Regions from separate parts of the Mus musculus genome. Here regions 2 and 3 are each linked to region 1. The links are chromatin contacts, called in public HiChIP or PLAC-seq and Micro-C maps. All regions are on one chromosome and are shown on one strand. Each heading gives the region's core, a stretch centred on a gene start, on an enhancer-like site or on the middle of the called end of the contact. The rest is flanking DNA. Distances are from core to core; before and after follow the strand shown.

Region 1 (3,644 bases), core at 294-2,793:
ATTTGTGCTGGCTTGTTTTATATCAATTTAACATAAGCTAGAGTCATAGGAGAGGAGGGAGTCTCAACTGAGAAAATGCCTCCACAGGATACAGCTTTAGGCAAGCCTGTAGGGCATTTTCTTCATTAGTGATCCATGCAGGAGGGCCTAGCCCATCATGGGAGGGTCACTCCTGGCCTGGTGGTCCTGGGTGCTGTAAGAAAGCAGATTGAGCAAGCTAGTAAGCAGTCCTCCATGGCCTCTGCATTAGCAGGTGACTCCAGGTTTCTGCCCCGCTTGAGTTCCTGCCTTGACTTCCTCCAATGTTGAATAGTGATGTGGACGTGAAAGCCAAGGGTTTCCCTGCCCTCTTGGCTTTTAGTTATGGTGTTTCATCACAGCAGTAGTAACTATATGTTGGACAAAAGAATGACTTGCATACCAGGGGGAAGCAGGCAGGACGGCCAGAGTTCATTATGCTACTCAGAATGTGGACACATTGAAAGGTGAATTGTTTGTTTATTAAAAAAGCAAAACAAGCAAAAAACAAAAAACCCTCTCACCCAGTACCATAAAACTTTATAATATGTGGTGTACTACAGGGAGATGAAGTTCTTAGAATCAAGCAGAGTGCGTGGCTGTGTCTTACTACGCCTGGTGAAACACAGGCATATCTGACACACCTGTTTGAAAGGTGCCAAGTGCTACCAAGAATGTCACCAAAAAGGCACCTGTGATAGAGGTCCTATTTTTTATTGTCCTACCTTATGGGTGCCTTTAAACATCTGGCTGTCGCAAAGGTCTCTGCCTCCTTTTCCACTTTTGCTTTCTCTAATCAAAGGTCATCCAGTATGTTCACTGGGGTGGTGGGGGTGCTGATGCCTGAACCCAGTAAGCACCCTTCTCCCATTTCCTAGTGTTGTGACATCATAAGCTACAGTGTGAAATTCGAGTTTGGATGCAAAGAAACGGTGTTGGATCCGATTTCAGAACACTCTGGGAAGTGGCCATGTCCAAGGCTTAGCTGTACCCCAACAGCCCAGAGAAGAGAAGAAAAAAGAAAGCGATGTGGCTGTTAACACAGTAGCAGGGAGTTTTTTTTTTTTTTTAAAGAAGAGAGAAGAGAGAAAAGAAAAACAAAAAGAAAAAGAGGGAAAGGAAAACGGAAAGAGAAGAAAAGGAGAAAAGAGAAGAAAAGGAAAGAGAAGAGAAGAGAAGAGAAGAGAAGAGAAGAGAAGAGAAAAAAGAAGAGAAGAGAAGAGAAGAGAAGAGAAGAGAAGAGAAGAGAAAAGAAAAGAAAAGAAAAGAAAAGAAAAGAAAAGAAAAGAAAAGAAAAAAGAAAAGAGACAAAAACTTTCCCCCCAGAGGCTGTAATTTGACTGCTGTCTTTGGCAAAGCTCCAGAGAGCAAGCTTAATCTCTTTCTGAGCTGCCTCCTCCTCTCTGCCTCTTTCCTCCCGCAGGGCCCCGTGGAGGCGGGCGGGGACCGCAACCCGCTGCAGCGGACCGAGGAGCGGGGCGGGGCGGGACACGCCGGGAGCAGAGTGGGAAAGAGGAAGTGGAGCCAGGCGAGCTGCAGGGCTCGGGGCCGCCGGAGCCGGCGCTGGAGCGCAGCGCACCGCGGAGCCAGCGCTCGGGAGCCGCCCCTCTCCCGTAAGCTCCGCCGAGACTATTCCAGGGACCAGACAAGGGAAGCCGGGGACCTCGGCCACGCGCCCCGAATCTGCAGGTGGGAAGAGCGGGATCGCAGTGCCTGGCCCTGGGCGGGGGGGGGGGGGGGGGGGGGGGGGGGGGGCGGGGCGGGGGGTGTCTCTGAGCGCTGCTCCTGGGAGGGGACTGATGGGGTCGTTGGCAGTCGACTGATGGGGTCGACTCAGGCAGGACCTGCTAGCCCGGCGCTCCCGCCCCTTGCTGCAGCCACCCGGGTTGCAGTTTGCAGCTCCGCGAAGTTTGCTCAAGCGCGCCGTGTGCCACCCGCGCCCCCAAGTCAAGCGGAACTATCCCCAAATAGGACAGTCTGGACAACACCCCAACAGCGGTGCGGGCGCGATGGCGGGGAGTGCTGTGTGCTCCAGCTAGGAGCAGTCCTGCGTGGGGCAGAAACTCGCGTGGGCGCCCCCAAATCAGCAAGTCAGCGCTTTATAGGAGTGACCCGGGAGTCTAGAAGCTGTGCCCCATCCGTCACCCGGACACACGGTAATACCTAGCTGGCTACGACTGTGTGGACTGTTGGCCAGAGGAAAAGGTTGTTGGGGGGCGGGCAGCAGGCCCCGGGGTGACTGCTAGAGCAGACCCCCTCTTTGTGTCCCCCATGGAGTCTCAGAGCTCTACAGTCCAGGACGCCCAGTGAGGAGAGGGTGGTTGGCTTCCTCAGTTTCACAATGTTCCTGAGAAACAATGATGTAGCTGATTGCTTGGATGTGTTGTATGAAGTTGGTATGTGTAAAGCTGACTGTGTGTGCAACCCTGGAATTTCATTAAGCTCTGGCGGCTCTTGGCGCTCTCTTTGTACCACCTTCAGGTGGCCAGAGCTTACTGCACCTATTTTGACAGCGATTTTATCTTCTCAGGAAACCCAGTCACCTCGGGAGGGTTGTTTTGGGGATTAGGGGCACTCTGGATACAAACTGAATACACATTGGATACAAAACCAGTAGGATGCCTTAAGTCTGGGTCAGATTTAACGTTTAATTGAATTCCAGGCTTAGATTGCGTTAAAACCTGTGGTCAGCCTGTTTGAATTCTCAGTTTCTGGAGTTCGCATACTTTCAAAGAATAGATGAGTTTTGGTTTTTGTTGTTGTTGTTAAACTGATGTTTTTTTTGTTTTTTTTTTTTGTTTTGTTTTGTTTTTAAAGTGTATCCAAGTCTATCGTGTCAGAGATCTAAAACCTCTCAACTTTAGCCTTACACTGTGTGGGACGTGAGGAAAAGCAATCCTGGTAGCTTGTACTTCCTCACTGTTAAAGCAGTGTATATGAACCACATAGTTTTAATTGGTTTTACCCCTTTCAGTCCAGGGTATTTATTTATTCTACAGTAGTTAACACTTCTATACAAAAGTGATGGGCTAGTGTTTGACCCTTTAACATCTTTGAGTCTGGCTTCCTGATTCCTGACTTAGCTTTTTGTCTCTTGGAATTGCACCCCGTCTAAGCCGTTAAAACCGACCAGGAAGAAACTTTCTTTTCCAGAGTTCACTGACCTCCCTGGCTTCCTCCGCAAGTGGGACCCCACCAGTAATCCTTGTGTGACCTTCCTTCCATTTCCCTTGCATGACAGATTCCCCCCAAAGCCTTTTGCAAAGGGATAAAACAGAGAGAGAACGGGAACAGCTGTTTGGTAGTCAAACTGGTGCCCAAATCTGCCTTTCTTTGATAAAATTTGTCTGCGCCTGTCCTTCCCCTGTGATTCCACTTTCCTCAATGCCTTTAGTATAGATGATTGTTAATATATATTAATATATTCTATATAACATAAATACTATAGTATATAAAATATAAATCTATACTATAATGTAAATATAATATAAAATACATGTAAATATATTGGTATATTGTATAAATATATTAAATACAAAAATATGTTATAATATATAATAACAAAATATGTGTAATATATTATATAATATATACATATATTCATTTATACATATATACCTTTTAAA
Region 2 (3,644 bases), core at 380-2,879, 630 kb after region 1:
GACCGCCCCTCGTCCAGGGCGAACACGTCTGAGTTCTGGTTCTGGCAGGAGTGTTTGACCACCTCATTGGGTGTGGAGAACGTCTTGTCACACAGGTTGCACTTGTAGGGCTTGTTGGCCTGCACCAGCATATTGTCCATCTGGCTGCCTTCCTCGAACGTGCAGAGCTCCAGTGTCTGCTTGTCCACCATGGTGTAGGTGTCAATGCTCTGGTTGAGGCACACGTGGCGTGCGGCCTGGTTGGCCCTACAGAAGCTCTTGTCACAGGTGCTGCACTTGAAGGGTTTGCCCGTGTGAATGTACATGTGCTCACGCCAGTGGCTTTTCTGGATGAACTTGCGGCCGCAGATCGTGCACTCATACTTGCGCCTCTTCACTTCCCTCTCTTGGTCTGCCTGCTCCAAGTTGTCGATGTCTGCAATGTCTGAGGGCGGTGGGGTCTCCGACTGTTGCTGCCCATCGATGATGGGGGAGTCGGAGATGTGCTGCAGCTCGCTGTCGCTGATCATCCCCGCCTCCGGTACTTCCAGAGCATCCTTGCCCAGGTCGGCCGCATTGCTGCAGAGAGACAGGGGCCCACGGCCTTCCCCTGGCGGGCCCGCAGTGAAGGGTACCCCGGTGTGGATCTGCAGGTGCTCCCGCAGGCTGCTGCGCAGCGTGAAGCGACGGCCGCACAGGTGGCAGGCATAGTACTTGGGGAAGCTTCCATTCCTCTTCATGATGCTTGGCTTCACGTGGGCGATCGTAAGGGATGATGGCTGCTCGTCAGAGGAAGAGGCCTCTAGGTTGGTCTCCTCCCCAGGAGGAGGGGGAGGCACAGGTGTGGAGACAAGTTCAGGTGACAGCGAGGTCTGCAGGGGGTCTTCGGGAGTTATATTTGTCCGATTCACCTGGGCTAGGTTTGAAGTCAGCTGGGACAGCTGCGAGGTCTCTGGTACAGGCTCCTGGTTCATCCTGGATGCCTGTGGCCTAGGCTCCCGTCCAAGTTTCTCAGGCCCTAAATTCATCTTGGTGGCTTGTCTCAGCTGATGGTCTGCAATCTGAATGCCGTACAAGGATGAGGCCAGAGGGAAGACTTGCTCGGGATGGGAAAAGCTGCCTTGGCTGGCAAGGCTGGCTTCCTGGATGAGGGGGTATGCGTGCAGGAATTTGATCCCTTGCTCTAGCCTCACAGGGTCGATGAGCTGTGGGGCCATCTTCCCTGTGTACATCAGGTGGAGCAGATAGCTGAATATGTCAGGCTGTATGTCAGTGGGCTTCAGGCGGACGCATTCACTGAAAGAAAGTAGAGACCCGTGAGGAAACAGCAGCCTCTGACTCAACTGAAGCCTGAAGAACAGCTCAGACACTCGAAACCAAATGACCACGCTGACTGAGCGTAGTCACAGACCCAGTTCAGAGCTCAGCAGAACAAGGAAGGTAAGGAAAAGACCTGCTGTGATTGGAAAGCCTTTAAAGCTGTGAAGTGACATGGGAGGGGTTGGTAGCACAACAGTGCAGATGAGCAGGACCTCTCTGAGTTATGAGACCTTCCCACCACCTTTCCAGGGCTGCAAGGTGGCACTGGAAAGCACCTTGAGGGAGGCCTCGCCAAGCGTCCTGCCGTGGGCTTTGCGGCCTTTCCAGTAACCACCGTAATGCTTCCTTTACAGGCGGTAGGGCTCACGGTGCACTTCCGGGTTGGGGAGTGGTGGGGCTAGGCCTGCTTAATTCCAAAGCCACACGGAGGCCCCCCAGAGCAGCTGTGGGGCACATGCTGTGTCTGAGCAGCCTCCTCTGGTAAGCAGTAAAGCACCTGCAGGCGTGGTGGCTCAGCCAGCTGTCTATCTTTTAGACTAAGGTCACTTCAGAAGCAGCGTCCCCTATAGGATGCTTCAGAGCTGAGAGTGAAGGAAGAAGTGGGGCCCCTCCTCAGACCATCACTACTGAGAGAACTTCTCACATCTCCAGAGGCCAAGGAGATACATCTCTCTGAAGAGGAGGCGGCATACAAGATCACCCACCAAGTACATATGTTCTAAGCATTCTGGAAACAGTTCCCTTGAATGTCCTTAGAATTTATAATAATTTTCATTATATAACTTCTTGTCATTAAAGTATTTTTGGCAGGTTTAGCAATTATGTTCACTGTTTAAATCAATTGTCTCTCACCATGCTAAAATATTAATGGCCTACCTCATCTTCTAAATTTAACATTTTATTTTACTAAAATAAAAATAGATGAGCTAGGCATGATATATAATCTCAGCACACAGAGGGATGAGGCAGGAGGATTGTCTGAACTTCAAGGCCAGCCTAGCTACAGTGCAAGACAAAGGAAAAGAAAAAAGAAAAACAGAGAAAAGGCTAATGTGATGTCAAGATCAACTTCTAGGCTTCTGGTGGGACAGCTCTATCACTGGCTGGGCAGCACAGTGTGTATTCTGTGAAGACTTAAGACTCCACACGCTTAACTACAAAACGTCAGAGTCAAGCATAAAACCCAGCACCCAGGTATGGGAAATGCAAGCCTAATGCGGTTTCTTAAAAAAAAAAAAGACAAAGATTGTTAGTTCCTATCTTTACTTCGCCTTTTCTCTCTCACGCTGACTGAGGCAAGGTTTCCAGGTATGGATCTGGCTGGCCTGGAACTCACAGAGACACACCTCCTGCTTCCCAGTACTGGAACTAAAATGCGAGGTGCCACTGGCATCATCAGGCAGAGGCCCAGGAACTCAGAGACCAAGGCCAGAGATGCGCATTTCTCCAGGAGTCAGATGTGGTCCTCAAGGGAAGGGAAGTCCAGCCGGGGCTCTCTTCCAGTGTTCCCGGTCCTGCCCAGCTGAGCTCCTGTATCCCGGTCCTATCCAGCTGAGCCCCTTTCTGCAGGCTTTGCAGTTGCTCACTGTGGTCAGATGGCCCAGTCTGTTGATTGCTTGGAAGTTGTTACTGACAGTAAGCCTCTACAACTTAAACAAGTGTTTATAGTTCTTAATGATGCAAGGACAGACCTGGGAAGCCATCACTACATACACTGCAGTAAGTGCTGGGCTCCTGGGCTTGGCAACACTGGCAGAATACTATGGGCAGGAAGCTGGGAGTCCCCGGGGTAGCCCAGCCAGCACATGTGCACACACATATACGTAGTTTCTTCTGTGCTGTTTCAGCTACTGGAATCCTGGGCTCCTTTTCCTGGGGGGGCTGGATGGACTGTTCTTTCTTCCTATCCACTCAACATGATGGGGCCTGACTGTCACTTTTCCTCTACAACACACACAAGTAGTCCCACCTAAGCTTCGAGGTGCACACATCTGCCAGGTGGGAGAAGGGCAAAGGGAGTGTTAGCACAACCACAGACAGAAATCCCACCCTCAGTTTCTCCTTCACTGCAATTCTAGTTTTAAAGTAGGAGACAGGGCCTCAATATGTACACGAGGCCAGCCTTGAACTCACAGTGATCCACCTGCCACTGCCTTTGGATCTCTAGATTAGAGAAAGGCACAGGCCACCACACTCGGCAGGTTATTCTTACCAGGAGATGTGAATTTTCAGCGTTTATTCTACAGAGAAAAGATAGAGACACCTAGTGGTGACTGAAGGACAGCACCTTTCCATTTTGCCTAGAGATAGATCAGGCGGGTGCCTCTGCCAGGAGGCAGGAAGAG
Region 3 (3,644 bases), core at 389-2,888, 590 kb after region 1:
CTGTTCTTCATTACACAGGGAGGTAGTGATTCCAGATAACTGTGTGCTGGGAGGGTCAGCCTCTAGCACAGCATCCATTGTGCTGTCTTTGAGCCTTAGCTGCCTCACTTTGAACCTCATTTGAGGAGTGTATTGTCACCTGTGTTATGAAAGCAAAGATCTTGCCTTACTTAGCCTTTTCTTAAAAGAGTGTTTTGTCTGCTTTGTATCTGGTGAATTTTCCCCTTAGCTATCAAAGTGGCGTCGCTGTTGTTAGAATTTGGGGTCAGAAGGGAAGGTGTTGGTGATGCAGTTATGTAAACCCGAATCCACAGAGGAGTGGGGTGACTGCCATGTGCTGTCTACAACTGAATACTGGGAAGTGGTTCTGTATTCTTAGTTCCCTGGGCCTTCAGGGATCCTGGGACACTGTGGGGGAAGTGTCTAGTTTAATGTGGACCACTGACCCTGCATATAGGGCTTCTTATCCATGATCTACACACAGGGAATAGATGGTGGGAAGAGAGATGTCTGGGTTGTCTGAAACCCCACCTATTGGGAATGCAGAGGGCAAATGTCTGCTCCCAGATCTTAACCAACCAGGATAAGACCCATTGCCTGGCTTGCCGAGACTCAAAGCCAGGTTGGGCGTTGGCTGGGAAGCCTTTCTGGATCTTTGTAATGCTGATATGTGTAACCATTGTCTGATTGCCCAGGAGTTGTCCCTTTTTCGCTCTTTCTGGGCTGGAATGTGGTGCATTGTGCCTCCTGGTGGCAAGAAGCAGCAACCATCGTGGATGTCTGAAATCTTTCTTTCAAAAAAAATTTTTTTAATCCCCTTTTTATGTCGCTTGTCTCTGTCTACTCTTTTTCCCGCACCGATCTCCCCGCTCCAGTTCCCTAAGTAGTCATGAACAAGGCCTTCAAGTCTGACGAGAAGAGCAATAATATAACCTTTTATTTTGGGGTGGGGAGAGGTGGTTCGCTCCAACAGGCCAGTTGGACCTATCCTAACTGAAGATCCAGCTCATTTATTACTTGTGTCTTTGTAGAGAAACAATCTCAAGATTAACAGAAAAGAAATATTGGGCTGCCTGGATTTTTAATGCAGCTGTTTTATTTGCTATACGCTTGTAACAGGAGGAGAGTGTTGGTGAAGTTTCAACCCAATGTTTAGCTCATTTCTACCACGAAAAGTAGAGAGACCCAAAGGTCAGATATTTCTGCTTTTTAGAAAGTTGTCTCGGTTAAATGCTAAAGATAGTTCGCTTTGTGACAACCCTTTGCAAAAGGCCTGGGATCGCAGAGAGTTGTGGGTCTTTACGCTGACCGGAGTGTAGGAAACGGTTGGCAACATACTATGGGCTTTAAAAAGGAAATGCCGCTTTGCACCTCATCCACCTTTAAAAATGGCGTTAAAAATCGGAGAATTTAATATCTGTGCAGTTATTGCCTTTACATAATTTTAAAAGTTTGAGATGCAGGAGTCGGTGCCAGGGATGAAGTCACCGCTTGGATCAAATATTGATGCTCGGGGTCTGGCTCACCCCAGAGACTTAAAACTTTCTCCTGGGTCGCGACAGACCAGGCACAGAGACCAGCCCTGTAAAATGGGGCACGTGACTTCCCCGGGTGGTGCAGCCAAGTCCGGACAGAGGTGTGGGCTGGCTGGCTGTGGGCGGGGCCTACGGCGTGGGCGGGGCCGTCCTATAATTAGCCAGAGAAGCGCTTCTCCAGTGCGCATTGCTGCACCTCCAGGGCTGGAGAGCTTCCTTGATGCTCTGAGGACTGCATTCCTTTTCATCTCACTGGTTAGCCGGGAGTAGACAGAGGAGAAGGAGACTTCCTGCCGTAAGAGGCCGAAAACTGTAACTAAATATGCTGGGGACTATTACCATCACAGGTAAGACTGGTGACTCTTCTTCCTGCTGATGTGACTCTGGAAGAAGAGTCTCAAGAGGTGAGCCGTGTGGCTGGAATTTTATTAGCTTTCAATTATCTCTCCCTACACTTTCACCGGTGTAGGGAGAGATAATTGAATATGGAGAGCATTCCATAGCCCCTCGGAAACCAATGAACCGCACATTTTATTTTTATTTAAACCAAAATCTTCCTGGAAGCGCTCACGGGACAATGCATCTGGTTGGGAGCCTTATCCGGTCCCCTTAGAGAAGTGGGGGCTGTGCTGTTGAGAGAAGCCACAGCAGCTAGCGAGTTGAATCAGCATCAGATTCACTGTGGATAACCTGCCCTAGTCTAATTTTAAAAGTTCCTATGTCTGAGAAATTGTAAGCGTTCAGTGCTTCCTAGAGCTCATTAAATAAGAACGTTGAGTGAAGTCGTGTATCAGGCTAATATTTTAGTTTAGTTCTGTCATACGTGGTTAGTATTAGCCATAATACTAATACATAATACATAGTTACTAAACCTAAGGGAAGAAATGCCATTTAAGTATTAGTAAAAAAAAAAAAAAAAAAAAAAAAAAAGGTAGTGAAAATAATTATTTTTCCCATGCTTGTTTTCTAGGACTCTACTTGTGTGAGTTGTAATGTTATGCCAACTTCTAGAAGTGGGCAGTCTACGCCAGGCGTTCAGAATGCATTTGCAAATCCACTAACTTGGCGTTTGATAGATAGTCTGAGACTGGCTATATAGGAGAGTGCGTGTTTACGCTCACTTTCCCGTTTACGCTCTTAGAAAATTAAACTCCACTTGCTAACTTACATTTACAAAAGTGGCTCCGATTTAAATATTTAAGATGAATGCTGCCAAATCTGTTGTCTCAAAGTGGGGCGTAGACTTTCCAGGGCTTCCATATTTTTTCTCTGTGTGACTCTTCCCCCCAAAGCCGTGTCTCCCTGTGGAATTTTAAATGACTTCAAAAGTTTAGCAGAGCTAAAAATATCTCTCACTTCCTATAGTTTAGCTTGTTTATGCCGAGGGCTCTTTCATAGTCTGTCCCATCTGTCATGTCTCTAGTCTTTCTACTGCTGGCCAGGGTGGACATTTATGAAACCTACAAATTAAAGACGTTTTAAAAAAATGAATAGCATTCTTCTTCCAAGTTCATTAGGTGTTTTCTTTAAGATTTGTTTGTGATAATGTGTATATGTGTGTGCCAGTCAGTCCGTGTATGAGTACAGGTGCCCTCCAGAGTCAGAGATGTTGGATTCCCCTAGAGCCTATAGTTACAGCTTATAGTTTTAGTTGGGAACTGAACTTCTGGCCTCAGAAAGAGTTGTCTATTCTCTTATTCTCTTAACTGCTGCACCCTCTCTCCAGCCCGAGTCAGGGTGTCTGCATGGATGGATGGATGGATGAACAACACTTTGAATGGGTCCTCTGAGATCTCCCTCTCTCCTGGCATTTTTTTTGTGTGTGTGTGTGTATAAGGTGTTGTGTATTCCATTTTTTATTAATTTGTCTCGTGCTCAGTTTCTTGTGGGAAGGAGGGGGTTCCAGCGGGTAATCCCAGTGGAGCCACAGGCAGAGTATTTAGAAGAACCGTTCAGTTTTTAAGGTACTATTAAGTGGTTGGATCTATGGCTTTCTAGATTATACTTCACACTGTGCATATGGACAGTGTTGCCTGGTTTTATACTTTTTGCCAGTAATCAGAAACTGCACAAGAGACTAGACGTGCTGGTGCAGGATTCAGCACTCGG

The links. Hi-C and Micro-C count contacts between places; a contact is called where the count stands out from the background. HiChIP or PLAC-seq counts read pairs in DNA pulled down with a chosen protein or histone mark.
Region 2: a Foxp3 HiChIP or PLAC-seq map of regulatory T cells shows a contact between it and region 1, with 74 times the contacts expected there. The contact joins the enhancer-like site here to the promoter of Plekhg1 in region 1. A contact is called at or near these places in 2 of 39 promoter capture datasets (both in liver), 1 of 115 datasets of contacts at active chromatin or transcription factors (regulatory T cells) and 1 of 9 other capture datasets (embryonic stem cells).
Region 3: a contact with region 1 is called in a Micro-C map of embryonic stem cells, with 5 times the contacts expected there. The contact joins the enhancer-like site here to the promoter of Plekhg1 in region 1. A contact is called at or near these places in 2 of 39 promoter capture datasets (both in liver), 1 of 484 Hi-C or Micro-C datasets (embryonic stem cells) and 1 of 115 datasets of contacts at active chromatin or transcription factors (astrocytes).

The regions. Positions count from the first base shown.
Region 1 is chr10:3,738,834-3,742,477 of GRCm38.p6, forward strand. It overlaps Plekhg1 (pleckstrin homology domain containing, family G (with RhoGef domain) member 1), which reads left to right and starts at 1,544. Exons shown (of 17, transcript NM_001159942.1): 1 at 1,544-1,707. The region is part of intron 1 of Gm30164 (a long non-coding RNA gene); the gene reads right to left.
Region 2 is chr10:4,368,577-4,372,220 of GRCm38.p6, forward strand. It overlaps Zbtb2 (zinc finger and BTB domain containing 2), which reads right to left. Exons shown (of 3, transcript NM_001033466.3): 3 at 1-1,275. Among named protein-coding and RNA genes, the nearest start is that of Zbtb2, 18 kb to the right of the region's middle. Within about 2 kb of position 1,630, at least 7 of the 459 cell types and tissues checked have an H3K27ac peak or open chromatin away from gene starts, as enhancers often do. A contact at or near this core is called in regulatory T cells, where this site is marked.
Region 3 is chr10:4,332,828-4,336,471 of GRCm38.p6, forward strand. The region is part of intron 2 of Akap12 (A kinase (PRKA) anchor protein (gravin) 12); the gene reads left to right. Among named protein-coding and RNA genes, the nearest start is that of Gm40592, 24 kb to the left of the region's middle. Within about 2 kb of position 1,639, at least 264 of the 459 cell types and tissues checked have an H3K27ac peak or open chromatin away from gene starts, as enhancers often do. A contact at or near this core is called in astrocytes, embryonic stem cells and liver, where this site is marked.